2 separate regions of the Rattus norvegicus genome follow, and region 1 is linked to region 2. A link is a contact called in public Hi-C data. All regions are on one chromosome and are shown on one strand. The core of a region is the stretch at or near the end of the contact, and the rest is flanking DNA. Distances in the headings are between cores, read along the strand shown.

Region 1 (7,352 bases), core at 1,020-3,519, 61 kb after region 2:
CTTCCCAAGAGCACAGTTTTCCGGTACCGCTGCCACCAACGCCCATCAAGTGAAGACCAGAGCCAAAGACTAAATGTGATTGATCCTCGGGAACAATTTTCCATGCAGACACAAGACGGAGACCTACCGGGTTATGGAGAGGAGCCCAAGAACTCAGCTGTCCATCCCGGGTTGGCGCTCTCTCTCTCTCTCTCTCTCTCTCTCTCTCTCTCTCTCTCTCTCTCTCTCTCTCTCTCTCTCTCCACTCTACCCCCAGGGAACAGGGGCTCACCCGAGCATAGCTAGTTCTGGTACAGGGAGTCCAGGGGCTTGTGTCAGCCTGAATACAGAATAGGGGACAAAGCTTAGGCTCTGTATCTTCTACATAAGAAGTGCAATTCTTTTGATGGAAATTTCCAGCATGGGGGGAGGTTGGGGTGGGGATGATGACAAGCTGAGCACATGGTCCACTTTCAGAGCGAGCTTGGAAAAGTATGCCTGTGAATACCTATCCAGCTGCAGAGAGGGTCACACACAGGGCTGGTCCCCTTCTGAGCTGGTACAAGACGGTTCCTCCTAGAACCAGTCACCTTTTAGGTAGCCAGCGCTCCATTCACCTCTCCCCTGCAACACACACATACAAAGGGGATTCGCTAGCCTCATGGGGTCTGACTTCAGAGTTCTCTAGATAGAGGTGTGTGATGGGTAACTTTGACTAGTTACCTGGGAAGAGAGTCTCAATGAGGGAGTGCCCCCTCCCTCTGGTTGACCTGTGGGCATATCCACTGGTTAGGAGTGGGATGTCTCAATTAGTTCAGTGAAGTAGGAAGGTCCACTCCGAATGAGGGCAGCAGTATTTCATGGTCTGGGTCTTGAACTGTGTGACTGTGTCAAGAGCTGGGGAGATGCTCAGAGGTTACAACTATATGCTGCTCTAGCTGAGGACCAGGGTTCGGTTCCCAGCACCCAGCAGCAGATTCACAACTAGCTGAAATTCCAGCTCCAAGGGACCCACTTCCTTCTTCTGTCTTCTGAGGGCACCTATGTGCACATACCCAAACATATATACAAAATTAAAAATATTATGAATTTTCGGGGTTGGGGATTTAGCTCAGTGATAGAGCGCTTGCCTAGGAAGCACAAGGCCCTGGGTTCGGTCCCCAGCTCCAAAAAAAAGAACAAAAAAAAAATATTATGGATTTTCATCCAGGCATTATGCCATAGGCCTTTAATCTCAGCACGTGGCAAGCAGATGCATGCAGATCTCTGTGAATTCGAGGCTAGCCTTGTTGGTGAGGCTAGTTTCCAGCCAACCAGGACTGCATAGCAAGACCTTAATCTCTCTCTCTCTCTCTCTCTCTCTCTCTCTCTCTCTCTCACACACACACACACACACACACACACACACACACAAAACCTTAAGAAAAATAAATGACTAGAAGCTAATAGCTAAGCTAAGCGAACAGGAAACATGCTTGCATTTGTTCCTCTCTGTCACTATTGTGACTCTGTGTTTTCACCTTGACTTCCGGCTACGATGGACTATAACCTGGACTTGTGATCTTAAAACAAACCCTTTCTCCCCTAAGTTGATTTTGTCAGGAAATTTGTCAGCAAGAGAAACGAAACTAGGACAGATGGGTGATCCTTCCCGTTGTCCAGGGACCAAGCTCAGAAGGAAATCCTAAGGAACAAGACTTCCCAGTTCCGCCTCACAAACCACAAACGTCCTTCCTCCGGAGAAACCAAGGAGTCCACACCTACACAGAGCTCAGCCTATCAGGTGGCCCCTCCCCCTTTCTCTCCTCTGGCCTGGTGGAAGTCCAGGAACAGAACCTACTTCCCAAGTTATTTTGTTTTGTTTGTTTTATTTCCCAGATTTTATGGTTTCTTGCCTGGACCTTGAAAATCCAGGAGTTTTGAGTTCCATGCCAAAGCTCACTCCCTCGGGTCCGGCTGTTCTGGATCTGGCTTTGTGGATTACTGGGAGGGGCCTGGCGCTGAAACTCAGGACAGAGGGTGATGGGCGGGTGAGAGCAGCCACTTGGTTAATGCTGCCATCCGACTGATCAAGGGGCTGGAGACAAAGCAGACACGTGCAATATGGAAACCTTTTTTGGATCCTAATTTAAACCAACTGTGGGAAGATATTTTGAGATGATCAGGAAATTTAAAATTAGGACAGTATATTAAAAATATTTCGAGATCATTAAGTTGGTGTGTGTGATGACACTGTTAAGATCGTACAGAAAAAGGCTTTTGAAAAGGCACATGTGTAGGGCTGGAGATGACTCAGTGGCTAAGCACTTGCTGCTCTTCTAGAGGACCAGATTTTGGTTTCCAAAATATGCGTTAAGTGTCTCATAACCACTTGTAACTCCCGCTCCAGGAGACCGGACACCTTCACGGGTGCCTATATGTGCTCACGTACACACACACAGAGAGATACACAGACACATGTATAATTTTAAAATAAAATATTTTTAGAAGAGTGTGTGTGAAAATATTTAACGATGACCTACAACGTCTGAGGTCTGTTTTTAAATGCTACAGGAAACAACACCGAGAGATAAAGGGGGGAGTCCACGATGGCGGCTGGATTATCTGATGAGAGAACGCATGGGTCTGCTCTTTTGCAGTAGTCTCTCCGTGCTTACCATGAGGATGCTTTTCATCATGGAGTCTCGACGACTATCATCATAGAGAACCAAACGCCTGTCTAAGCTTCTGTGGTAACTGAATTCTGCACTTGGGTTTGTGCCCCCGAGTGACAACTGAGTGACATTACTCCTATTACTGTAACACCCTGAGACCTCTGCTCTGTCCCACCATGTGCTGACAGCATCTCCAGCGGATGCTCGCCTTCCTGCCAGCGCAGATGGCGGCTGGAGACTGTCCCCGCAGGACCACAGAGAAAGCTTCTTGCTAGAAACATTAAAGCCACGCCTGGCATAACTCTTCCCTCCCTGGTCTCAGCACCCTCTCCCATTTCCAACCTAGTTTGGTCTGTGGTCCAGACGGAAGGATCAGCCTCTCTGGTATCCTCAGGCTTTTGTCTGAAGACTTCCTTCTGTTCAGAGCTTTGCTTAATGTATTGGGACTATGAACTAGTTATCAAAGGACAAAGACTATACATTTATATCTTCTCGAACCCTTGTCATGGAGCACTTGAGGGTCCAGATACAATACGCAGGAGACTGAAAAGGGGGGATGAATGAAGTTCAGAGGTGCGAGACGTTTGGAAGCCAAATTCAGCAGCTTGGTGCGATAGTGAACTTGTAACAGCAACATGGAGAGGGCTGGGGTAGGACGGCTCACACCACAGGTTTCGTTTCTACTTTTTTTTAAAAGCCAAATTTATAAATGTTGAAACTGTTGGCCAGCCCTGACTAGACTGCAAGTCCCTTGCAGGGAAAGGTACATTTTGTACATTGTTAGAGCTGAGTGTCTGACCTAAGGATGTGGCATCTGCTCAGGTTTACTAGATGAACGTTCTGGTGAGCCTTAGAATGTCCCATTCTGTCCTGTGCTGCTATTGTTGTGTTTTATTTGAAGACCAGATTATTCTTTTCCTTTTTTTTCGGAGCTGGGGACCGAACCCAGGGACTTGCACTTGCTAGGCAACCACTGAGCTAAATCCCCAACCCCCAGATTATTTTTAAGATTTATTTATTTCACATATATGAGTATATTGTTGCTGTCATCAGACACACCAGAAGAGGGCATCAGATCCCATTACAGATGGTTGTGAACCACCATGTGGTTGCTGGGATTTGAACTCATGGTCTCTGGAAGAGCAATCAGTGCTCTTCACCACTGAGCCATCTCTCCAGCCCCCAGATTTTTTTTTAAAGCAGAAATATATTTCTTCTCTTAGGATACATACCTCAAGTAAATGATCTAATTTAACTAATAATTAAGCAATTTGAAAACAACATCCTAATTAGGTCATGAGAATCACTGTGGCCCATACAGCAGAAATGTGCAACTGTTGGGTCCCCAGGAGGCTCTAAAGACTGTGTGGAAGGGAAGTAAATGATCTGCCCAGAAATCTAGCAAAAGAACTCATTTGAGGATTGCAGACTCAGAGGAAAGACCCAAGGAAGGAGGCAGAGAGGAGGAGGTCTTTTCTGGGGCCCAGAGATTAGGAGTATTTAGACCCCACTTAGGAAAAGACCTGATGATGTCTGGATTGTGCTTTAGTCTGACAGTGCTCCTGTGAGCGTGCTGACAGGAAGGTCGGAAGGCCTGGTGATCATTACTGAACAGATTCAGAGGCTTTATGGTCTCCTCCCAGCTAGAGAGAGAACGAGTCCCATTTTCCCCAACTTGGTGTCAACTCCTTTTGAAACGTGCTGTTGTCAAATCAAAAAGGGGATGGAGTCTGAATTCTATAACAAATGAAAGTGAAATAAAAGGAAGTCGTATCATCCTAATCAAAGTACATGTCCCCCCAGCTGGCTCCCTGGCTCATCCCTCGGCCTTGGTGACTCAATGCTGGGAGTTACGGGTTTGTTAAAGAAGATGGGTTTTGATCAAGTGTCACATCTGACAGTCATGCGACCTACTCTTTACCACTGCGAAGAAAGATGGGGGCCACAGGAGCTTTATAGTTAGTGCCCAACATAAATTAGGAATCTTGTGGAATGGGTGCTTTTGCAATTGGCCTTGACCTTTCAAGGACCCAATGGATGGGTGTAAGCGAGAGTCCACAGACATGCTCGAGAGAGTGGGTTTGGAGAGATGGCAGAAAAGGCTGCTTCCTAGCCTGTGCTAATGGCCTGGCTTCCCCTCTCAAGGTTTAACTTGCCATTGTCTCACAAGGCGGTGGTGCTAAACTTGCCCTCGTTCTTGAAGTGCCAGATAAAGGTCTCCATGCCTCGTGCTCGTTCGGAATGTCAGCCACTGAATAGATCTGAAGATGGAGAGCAGAAGTAAGTGCTTCAGATGCCTGCTGCCATTTCTATCCCCCCTTCATGGGGGCCGTGGGGAGGAGAACAGGCAATGTTAGAGTCTCGCCAATGGGCAACAGGCCTTCAGGTGTGAATTCTGATGAACTTGGAGCAACGGCAGTGGAGAGAGAATGAAATAAACAAACACCCAAGGCTGTCCTGGGGTGATCACGAGACAAGGAGCTGGGATGATCAATACACAAGGATAATATCCCCTAAGAGGCGACCCCCACCTAATGGGAAGCCCATGTCCAGACTAGTTTTCCTGCAGTGTCAGTTTTAATAGGTGATGACCTGTTCAACAATTCTCTCATTGCCCACAGAGGAAAATCTGTACGCCGCCCTGGCGCTGTAAGTCCGTCCTGGACACTGTTCAACCCAACTATCTTCTCACTGTCTCTCAAATGCCCAACTACTGGCCTCGTCCAGGTCACTCCCTACCAGGAAGGCTGCACGGTTTCTCTTCCCCGTGGAAGGGCTACTCATCATCCCTAGGCTGGGGCTCCATTCCTGTCTCAGGGAGGACTAAATGCCCACTGACACATCCTTAACTCCCTTTCTTTAATGCAGAATATGAACCGGGAGCCTGCTTGGGATGGGTCAGAGCAAAGCAGAGCAGGACATCTGCTTCCAAGAAGGCTTTCTGTAGGGCTGGAGAGATGGCTCTGTGGTCAAGAGCACTGATTGCTCTTCCAGAGGTCCTGAGTTCTATTCCCAGCAACCACATGCTGGCTCACAACCATCTGTAGTGGGATCTGATGCCCTCTTCTGGTGTGTCTGAAGACAACTACAGTGTACTTATATATTATAAATAAATCTTAAAAAACAAAAAACAAAAAAACAAAACAAAACAAAACAAAAAACCAACTTTCATAGTCCTGGGGGATCCTGATCTCAAGATAGGAAAATGGAGAGAATGTGAGCTCAGGTAGTATGGGGCAGAGTCAGTTATCAGTTAAGAACCTATTGACCTCCAGGGAGGTTCTAAAGTCAGCCAATCAAACACCTCAGGAGGAGAGGGGTAAAGCTGGGGAGAAGCTTCTGATCCCAGAAGTTTTCAGGTCTCTCATGGACACCCGGTTTTCTGGTCTTTGAAAGCTGTGGTGATTTGAATGAGAATGGACTCCATAGGCTCATGTGTTTGAAGTTTGTTCCCCAGTTTGGTGGAACTGTTTGGGAAGGATTAGAAGGTGTGACTTTGCTGTAGGAAGTCACTTGGGGTGGGCTTTGAGGTTTCTAAATCCCACCCTAGCCCCGCCTCACTCTCTTTCTTTCTTCTGTCTGCAGATCAGGATGTAAGCTCCCAGCTACTGCTCCAGAGCCATGCCTGTTAGCATTCTGTCTAAGCTCTGCCCCACAGTTACCTGGCAATAGTCAGGTATGTTACACCCTACAGTTACCTGGCAACAGCCAGGTATGCCCACTCACTATAAAAGGGGCTGTTTGCCCAGTCCTGCTCTCTTGCTCCTCTCTTGCTGTTGCCTTCCTGCCCCCACTCTCTCCCCATTCCCTTCCCCCGTCTCTCTCCATGTGCTCATGGCCAGCCTCTACCTCTACTTCTCTACTCTCTCTCTTTCTCTTTCTCTCTCTCTCTTTCTCTGCCTCTACTATACTCTTAACTCCCCTCCCCATGCTCTGAATAAGCTCTATTCTATACTATACCGTCATGTGAGGGATGTCTCAGCATGGGTCCTTTGAGGCACCCCTTCCCACAGATCTCACCACACCTCTATAGAACATATCCCCCCTCTCTTTATCTTTTTATAAACATACCAATGCCTGCCCGCCTGCCTGCTGCCATGCTCCCCAACACAACGGTCATGGACTCTAACGCTCCATGACTGTGAACCTCAATAAACTTGATCTTTTATAAGTTGCCTCAATCATAGTCTTCCTTCATAGCAGAGGAAAAGTAGCTAAGACAGGAGGGGCAGAAATCTTTCTCTTTGATTTCTTTTCCTGGGAGTTTTGCAGTCAGCTGGGCTCTGGAAATGGTGTAGAATAGGAAAATAAAAAGAAAATCTTTGTTGTTAAATACTGAATACAAAGGTCTATATAATGTGTGTGTGTGTGTGTGTGTGTGTGTGCGTGCGTCCATCCATACTACCCCCCGACAGATATACATACCTCAGCTTTTGCTGACCTATCACCCCGACCCCAATCCCCGCTAAGGAGCATCACCTGTCTCTCTTAGCCATCTCCCTGGACAGCTTTCCAGCGTTATTCTCACTCAGATGCCATCTAACCTTAAGAGTCTGGATCCCTGTTCCCCTTTCCTTCCTTCCAGTGTGACCATGGACAAGTTCTTTAGTCAGTCAGGGTGCCAGCTGTCTCATCTGTAAAATGGGTGAGCACAGTGTTCTGTGATTCACTTCAGATAACCCATGCATAGCACTGGGCACAGGGTCTAGTACCTCTGTG
Region 2 (7,628 bases), core at 1,746-4,245:
TAACAACTGAACTGCCACTACATAAATCGACTGCTATAAACCAACTCTTAAAAACTTAGTCTTGAGAAGTGTTTTAACTATCTTAACAGGTGAACACACCTTTTCGCAGCAAAGGTCCACACAGATGTAAAATTCACATTTTTCTACAGCACCTAATTTTACACTGAGTCTTCACATAAGACTTCCAGCTCCTCTGCACATCCTAGACATTCTAAAACTTACAAAAGAATCCCAACACATCCTTATCAGACTAGTTGTAATAAAAATGAAGTGTTGCCAACTAAGCTCAAGTATGGAGTGTACTAACATGCATGTAAACAAAATAACTTCATCTACTTTTTAAGATTGATAGTCCTGAAACCTTCAAAGGCCGAAGTTATTACTCACTCCTAAATTTCAATAGCCAACTGTCTCACTTAACCCTCAGAAAAACACTAGTGCAAAGTTGGAGTAGTCTGCAAAAAGCCAACAATTATAAATGATCAGGTTAGAAAAAGACACAGTAATAAAAATGTTCGACCCTGCGTATAAAAGAACATGCTCCTTAAATGATCTTCTGCCTAAATTACTCAAGATCTGGAAACTTGCTCCAGATTCTGAAACTCTAGAAACTAGAGCCACTGCCTCGGTAGGTGATACTATCAATGGCCGATAGGCTGTGCTTGCAAATGTAGTGCAGAAAGCGAATGAGTTTTCAAGTCCTGATACAAATTACTTAAACATCCATTTTGGAGTCCTATGCCCACCCCCACCCCACACCACACTACCGCCGCCTCAGACTTCATTTTGTGAGGAATTTTGCGCGCGATGCCGCAGTGACAATCTCCGGAAAGCGCGGGCCGGCCTGGGTTCCCACCCGGGACGCGAGCTGGCAGGAAAGCGCGGCGGGGCCGGACAGCCCGCGCGTGGCGGCCCCGCGGCGGCGGGAGGCCTTGGGTTGGCGGGCGGGCGCGCCGCAGGCCCGGGATGGCGGGCGCGGGGCCTCGGCGGGGGCGGGCCGCGCGCGCGGGACTTACCGCTCCGGCGGCGGCGGCGGGGACCCCGGCGGCGGCGGCCGCCTCCTCCTCGTCGTCGCCCGGCGATGGCGGCCCTATCTTGCTGCAGGTAGCGGCCAGCAGAGCGAGCGGTGACGGCTGAGTGTCCTACCCGCGATGGGCGGGTTCAGAGAGGGAGACAGGGAGGGGGTGGCGGTTAGGGCCGGGCCCGCTCGCACAGGAAGTACGGCTCGCTCCGCGCCTGGCCTCGCCGGCCGGGCCCGCGCTCTCCTCCTCCGGGTCGGCGGCGCCTCTCCCTGCGCTCGGCCCGCTCGGCGGCCCGCGGCGGACGGCTGCGCGCCCGGCCTTCCCTCCGCCCGGATCCCACCCGGGAGGGCGCGCACACTTGCACACTCACACACGCACAAAAAAGGCGGCGGGCGGGGGCGCGCGGGCGGGGTCGGAGCGTTGGCGCCTCGGGCGGGCAGCTCCCGGGGCGGGGGAGGGGCGGGCGCGCGAGGGAGGGAGGGAGGGAGAGAGAGAGGAAGGGAGGGCGAGGGGAGGAGAAAGCGGCGCGCGGGGAGCCGGGCCGCGCTCAGCCGCTCCTCACCTGGGCCGCCGCCGCCGCCGCCGCGCCGTTTCCGTGCTGCTGCTGCTGCTGCTGTTGCTGCAGATACTCGCCGTGGCCGCCGCCGCCGCCGCCGCTGTCCACGTCCAAGGCAGCCATTTCCTCTTGTTTCACGGGCTTTTCGGGAGCTGCAGGCACAGCGCGGGGGGGGTGGGGCGGGGAGGAAGGCGGGTGCGGGGAGGGAGGGGGCCCGCGGGCCGCGGCCACATTAGCGCCAGCCGGCCCCGGCCCCTTCCCCTCCCCCCGGCCGCGGCCGCGGCGGCGCGCTCCCTCCTCCCCTCCTGCTGCCCCCGCCCGCCGCGGCTGTAACCCTCCTCCTCCTCGTTCCCTCCTCCTCCTCCCCGCGCTGCCCCTGCCCCCTCTCCTCTCTCCTCTCCTCTCCTCCCCTTTCCCTCCGCGGCGCTCGCTCCTCTCGCACCGTCAGTCACTCACACACGCCCGCCCGCCGCCCGCGCCCGCACACAGGGGGATGCGCTCCCGGCGGACTGGGCCGCCCGCCCCGAGCCCGGCGGGCACTCGGCGCTGGCGCTGGAGGGCTGGACGCTGGCTGGCGGGGAGGGAAGGGAGGCGGAGGGGAGTGCGGCTTTCTGCCTCCACAGACACTCGGTCGCGCACTCGGGGCCGGGAGCCGGCGGTGGCGGCCCCGGGCTGGCTGTGGGCGGCAGTGGCGGCGGCGGAGGCAGCAAGGGTTGCTCTCTCTCGGCTTTACGTACCGGTCATAGTGTGTTTAGGACACCTCAGGCGGGGCTCCCCGCCGCCTTACACATGGTGAGAAGCGAAGGCGGCGGCGGCGGGAGAGGATGCGGGAAGCGGCGGCGGACACGGCCGGAGCGGTCCGGGGATTTTTTTTTTTCCTATTTTGATTGACTGTGCGGGAAACACAAAAGGTGGAGCCTCCAGCCCAAAAGGGGGGAAGAGGGTGACAGCCCGCCCGGAAGTTCCGCCCCTCTTCCCGGCGCTCATTTGCCGCTGGGCTCTCCGTCAGCTGTGTTCATTGGTCCGGACGCCTGTCCGTCGCTTGGCCAGGCGGCGGGCTTCCTGTTTGCCCCCGGGTTGAAGGGGAGAGACAATGAGCGGCCGTGGCGCCGTAGGTTCCTGAGAACGGCCCCGGCTCGCGCGTTACCCCGGTGTGCCAGCCTCGTTCCTCGGCTACGGCTGCCAGGCCCGAGGCGCAAGCCTCTTCCACTCGTTGGCCCTTCGTGCAGGCCTTGCCAAGCTGTCGGGGAGCTGAACTGGGGAGGAAGTCCGTCCCCGGTGGCTCCGACTCCACTCGACGTTTCCTCCATCCTGGCAGCCGCCTGGACTGGATCTCCCCAGGGCATGGGCTCTCGAAGCTGGTTCTTGCCAGCGCTGCCAGGAGGCCACCACCGCTCAGCCCCAAGGCTGCCGCTGCTACTGAGCAAACCGGACCCGCCCCATGAGCCCTGGGGGAGGGAGCTGGTATTGGGGGAGACACCCCCTCCGAGGCTGGAGGAGGACTTTTTCACACACATTCAGCTCTTGGTCGCATACTCGGATACATCGCCTTCCCATCCCACCTCATCCTCCCCACCCTTAGCCCTTGGTTACCAACCATCTACTTCTGTGGACCCTGAAGACAGTCACTGACAGCAAAAAGTCTCAAGTCTCTTCATAAGGAAAAAAGGTTTTAATTCTGGCCAGTGATATCAAAGCAAGCTTAGTTATATTTTATTCAGTCAGGCACAGCCACCCTTTAAAATTAGTTTGCTGCACACACAAACTCCCTGCTTCTTAACCTAAGAAAATAAGTCAACAATGCCAACATTTATTAAAATGGTAAATCTCACCCCAAGTATCCTTCCCCTGGGAGTGCTTAGGTACATTTTCTTTACTTAGTGATTTAGGTTAACACTCCTTCCTTTCACATCCTTAATGTCTTGCAGTCATTCAGGAGAAAAAAATGTTCTGCAAACAAGAGAACATTGTCTATTACCTCTAGATACTTCTACTTTAAAAAGGTTGAATTTAAGAGGAGGAAACACTTTCCTTAATACTTTTATTAGAAATCTATCTCAAGCAAGAATAAACGACCCAATTATTGTAATTATGTTTTGTATAATGTTGTGCAAATTGAAGCATTTAAACTAGCTTAATATGCGCTACCTTAAAAAAAAATCACTGGGTGGGGAGGGCATGCATCTCAGTTTCAGAGGACTTTTTGGACTTTTGGGAGGGTGGTTGGTTGGTTTGTTTTTAAAAACAAGGTTTCATGTGTAGCCTTGTTTATCCTGAAACTTGATTTGTAGACCAGGCTAGCCTGGAACCACAGGAAATCTACCTGCCACTGCCTCTGCCTCCTGTGTGCTGGAATTCTCCCCCAACTATTTCCTGGTATTTTTTTAATACTGACAATGACACATGTTCTCTTTCTCTTGTGGCATGCAAGCAAGAATAATGCTTTTGGGCCAAAAAGCAGATAACTCAAACTATTTTGAGGCAAAGCTCTTAAGGAATGCATATTAGCAAAAGTATCACTCACCACTAAGGTAAGATTCAGTAGACTTCAACCAGGGTTGAGTCAATGTTACAGCCTATCTTAAGATGACCAAAAGCAAAATGGTCTCTTGAAAGAATACCTTTTTCTTAACTAGTGCAGATACACTCAAAGCACTCATATGCAAAACATAATACCTGTATTTAGATAAATACACACGTATAGTAACTAATACAGTATAATTGACAATGGATTAACATGTTTCAAAACAGTCATTAAATGAAAATTTAAAAGTATCGAACATCATGAATAAATCTCAAAACAATAAGGTCTGTTTTCCCCTGTCCCCAGACTTGGCCCAGTTTCTTGTCATGTTTTCTCTCAAGATTTCACAAGCTATTCCTGGCCAAGAAACAAAACCAGATCACCCTATTCCCCAGTAGACTAGGACAAAGTTGGTAATAACATCAGCTACAACTCCAAGAAAAGGAGGAAATCAAGCTAGGTCTATAAGGTACCTCACTGAATAGCTAGAAACTTTATATGGAATCATGGTCAGCAATTAGTCTTACCATATCAAACTGGAAATGTCAGTACTGTCTGGGTAGTTGGGCATTTGAGCTCTGAATTTTCTTCATCTATGCTGAGTTGGTTCAGAATATGTAGAACTTTTAAAATACAGAATGAAGAAACTAGTTACAGAAGGATGTTTTAAAACATAGCAAGTTATGACTATATATGGATATAATAACTGTTAGAGTCAGTCTTAATTGTCAATTTAACACAATCTAGAATCAGCTGAGAAGACCATCTTCTCTAGGGGTTATCTGGATCAGGCTGACCTGTGTCTATGAGGGACTGTCTTCATTAAGTTAACTGATGTGGAAAGACATAGCCCACTGTGGATGGCACCATTTCCTGGATTTATTTGGGTCCTGGACCATATAAGAGCAGAGACAATAGGCTGAGTTGTAAACATGCAAGCATTCATTCTCTTTGTGTATGGATTTGATGTGCCCTGAAGTCCAATGTGACTGAAGTTCCTGTTTCCTTGGGTTCCCTCCTAGAAAGGACTGAAATAAACATTTCTCCTCTAAGTTGCTCTTTGTCAGGGTGTTATATCACAGCAACCAGAAATGATACTAATAAAGAAACTCACTGTAAGTCTTCAAGATGCTAAGTTTTAAACGGGTAAGGAGGAAATCGAAGACCAGCCAGATGTCTTAGCAGATCAGGAGGGCTTGTAGCCAAATCTGACAGCACTTCCGTCACAGAAATCCACATGATGGAGGGACCGTCCCTCAAGTCATCACCTTACCATGACATGTGCTATAGCATAAAGTACAAACAATAAATAAATAAATGTGAGAGAAAAATGAGATTTAAATGTGTTTCCTAAGTGCTGTGCTTACATGTCCAAGTTTTCATTAAGTTAGGTGGAGGGAGGGTATCACCATACTTCATATTGTGTTGTCTGAAATACTATGCAATCACTTTTTAACCTTTTAAACAAACGAGTACCTATAGAGACAATGGAACAAGCATGTCCTGACTGACCAGGAAGAGTCCGTGACGCCATATGACTAAGTGCTCCAGCCTTAGTCACTGGAAAACTGGAGTGAAATGGAAGACTATGAGACTGGGAGCAACTGGGAGACAGTTAAGGCATTCGGGCTCTGGGTGCCAGAGGACACCCACAGGCCCATGGGTGGAAGGATTTGGACGTCTAGCTAAAACAAGAAGGGGGCAGTACACAGACTTGGGAGCCTTTGCCATGCTCACATACCTCTGTCCATTGCTTCTAGACATGAACAAGACCCTTGGCTTTAAAAAAATTCCCCGTTGGTAGCACATTGTAATCCCAGGACTTAGCAGGTTGAGGTAGAATTCAAACTCAAGGCATGCTGGGCTACATACACAGTGATACTGTCTCAAAATGAAAGGTAGAGAGGCCAGCTGGTTGTCTCAGTGGTCAAGTACTTATCTAGTGTGTCAGAGACACTGTGTTCACTCTCCATGTAACCCAGAGTATAAATCCTCCACTGGATGATACAGGTACCTCAGCGGTTGAACTGTTTCTTATGCAAGGTCTCCAGAACTTGTCTTCCTGACACCAGTTTCAACATTCAACACTGAAACACTTCCTCCTGAGAACACTCTCCTCCCTAAACCTCATCTGCTTTCTGATTTTTCTCTCAAAGTCTCCATTTTTGTTATACTTGAATTTTTTTTTTTTTTTAAATCTTGGGCAGTGAAAATGCTTGTTCCTCAGAGCATCCACTAACCACATGCAACCATTAGTGCTGGAAACATATCCAGGTGGCAATTGAGTTACTTTATTTTAACGATGTAAACATAAATGACTCCACATGGCCAAGGGCAAATGTATTGATTGAACAGTACTGCTTTGAGCATCTGCCTGCGTCCAACCACTACATGCAAATACCAGTCCAGAGCGTTCTTGACTCCTTGGGTTTCCCTGGGGAAGCTCAGCCTTCCTGCAACCCCAGCCATCATCTCTAAGCTCAGGCCCATGCCTTACCTTTAGTAGTCTGCCGTCACATGGGTCGCTGTTCCATAACGGTAGACATTGGAAATTCCTCCAGAGTGTTTCACTTAGCCTCACACTGCAAATACGAAGAATTGAACTCCACCTCGTCCACAGACCCAACTCTGCTTCCCTTTGGACACCGACTCCAGCAACGATGCCACCATTTTCTCAGAAGTCCAGGCAGGAGTCAGGTTTGACACCTCTCCCCAGCCTTCCCACTAGCTGAAGCCATGTGGTACTAGCAAGGTTTCCTGCATAATCTCTCTTAATGACTTGCTTGTTAAAACCACAAAATTTATTGACCCCTGTTCTGCAAAACACGGTAAGGCTCTTACCCTCCAAAAATTTAAATGGACACAAATCCAAATCACAGAAACGAAAAATTAAGTCTAACACCCAGTGGATAGAGGACTCACCTAGTGTTCACAGGGTCCTGCACTCAGTTCCCTGTACAACAAAAGATTCAAAAGAAAGCAAATGTATTGCCAAAGAAGGTCTCTCCCGTTTCTCTCAAACCATTGACTGATGCAGCAACTCCTGGAAGGCATCAAAGCATGCTTTGCACGGACCAGGTCTACACGCTTTCCTGCCCCTTGTGCTCTGTCTGCCACTCTATTGCTCTGTCTTCCTTTTCCTAGCTCCAGCACCTCTGTGAATCCTAGGCAAGGACATCCCTCATAGTCCTTCCCGTCCCACAGTTAACCTGTCTTGGGCCTTGCCACTGGGATTTCCCTTCCTGTTCTCTGTGTTTCTGGCAACTCAGACAAGAATTTAAGCTCAAAGCAAGCCTTCCTATAAAGCCCTGCTTCCAGCCGTCAGTAATTCCTGTCTTTAGCTTTCCTTTACACTTCTAGTGTTCTTGTAACCCATGACTTACCATTGTCAGCTACAATGTTACCATAGGCATTTTGCTGGAATGCAGATTTTACCTTCTCTGGGTTTTTTATTTGTTTTTGGTTTAGGGAGTTGGTGGGGAGGTTCTTTTCAATACCAGGCATGATGGCTCTTCCTGGGTGTCAC

Evidence for each region. A called contact is a pair of places that touch in the nucleus more often than the background predicts.
Region 1: a Hi-C map of the A7r5 cell line shows a contact between it and region 2, with 1.9 times the contacts expected there. The contact joins the enhancer-like site here to the promoter of Sp3 in region 2. A contact is called at or near these places in 5 of 12 Hi-C or Micro-C datasets (the A7r5 cell line, the Rat2 cell line, liver and 1 more).

The regions. Positions count from the first base shown.
Region 1 is chr3:78,323,317-78,330,668 of GRCr8, forward strand. LOC103691820 (a long non-coding RNA gene) reads left to right here. Exons shown (of 3, transcript XR_591544.4): 3 at 1-1,395. Among named protein-coding and RNA genes, the nearest start is that of Sp3, 62 kb to the left of the region's middle. Within about 2 kb of position 2,270, at least 7 of the 93 cell types and tissues checked have an H3K27ac peak or open chromatin away from gene starts, as enhancers often do. A contact at or near this core is called in the A7r5 cell line, where this site is marked.
Region 2 is chr3:78,261,522-78,269,149 of GRCr8, forward strand. It overlaps Sp3 (Sp3 transcription factor), which reads right to left and starts at 2,996. Exons shown (of 7, transcript NM_001427405.1): 1 at 2,316-2,996; 2 at 1,585-1,730; 3 at 1,017-1,142. The coding sequence starts at 2,322.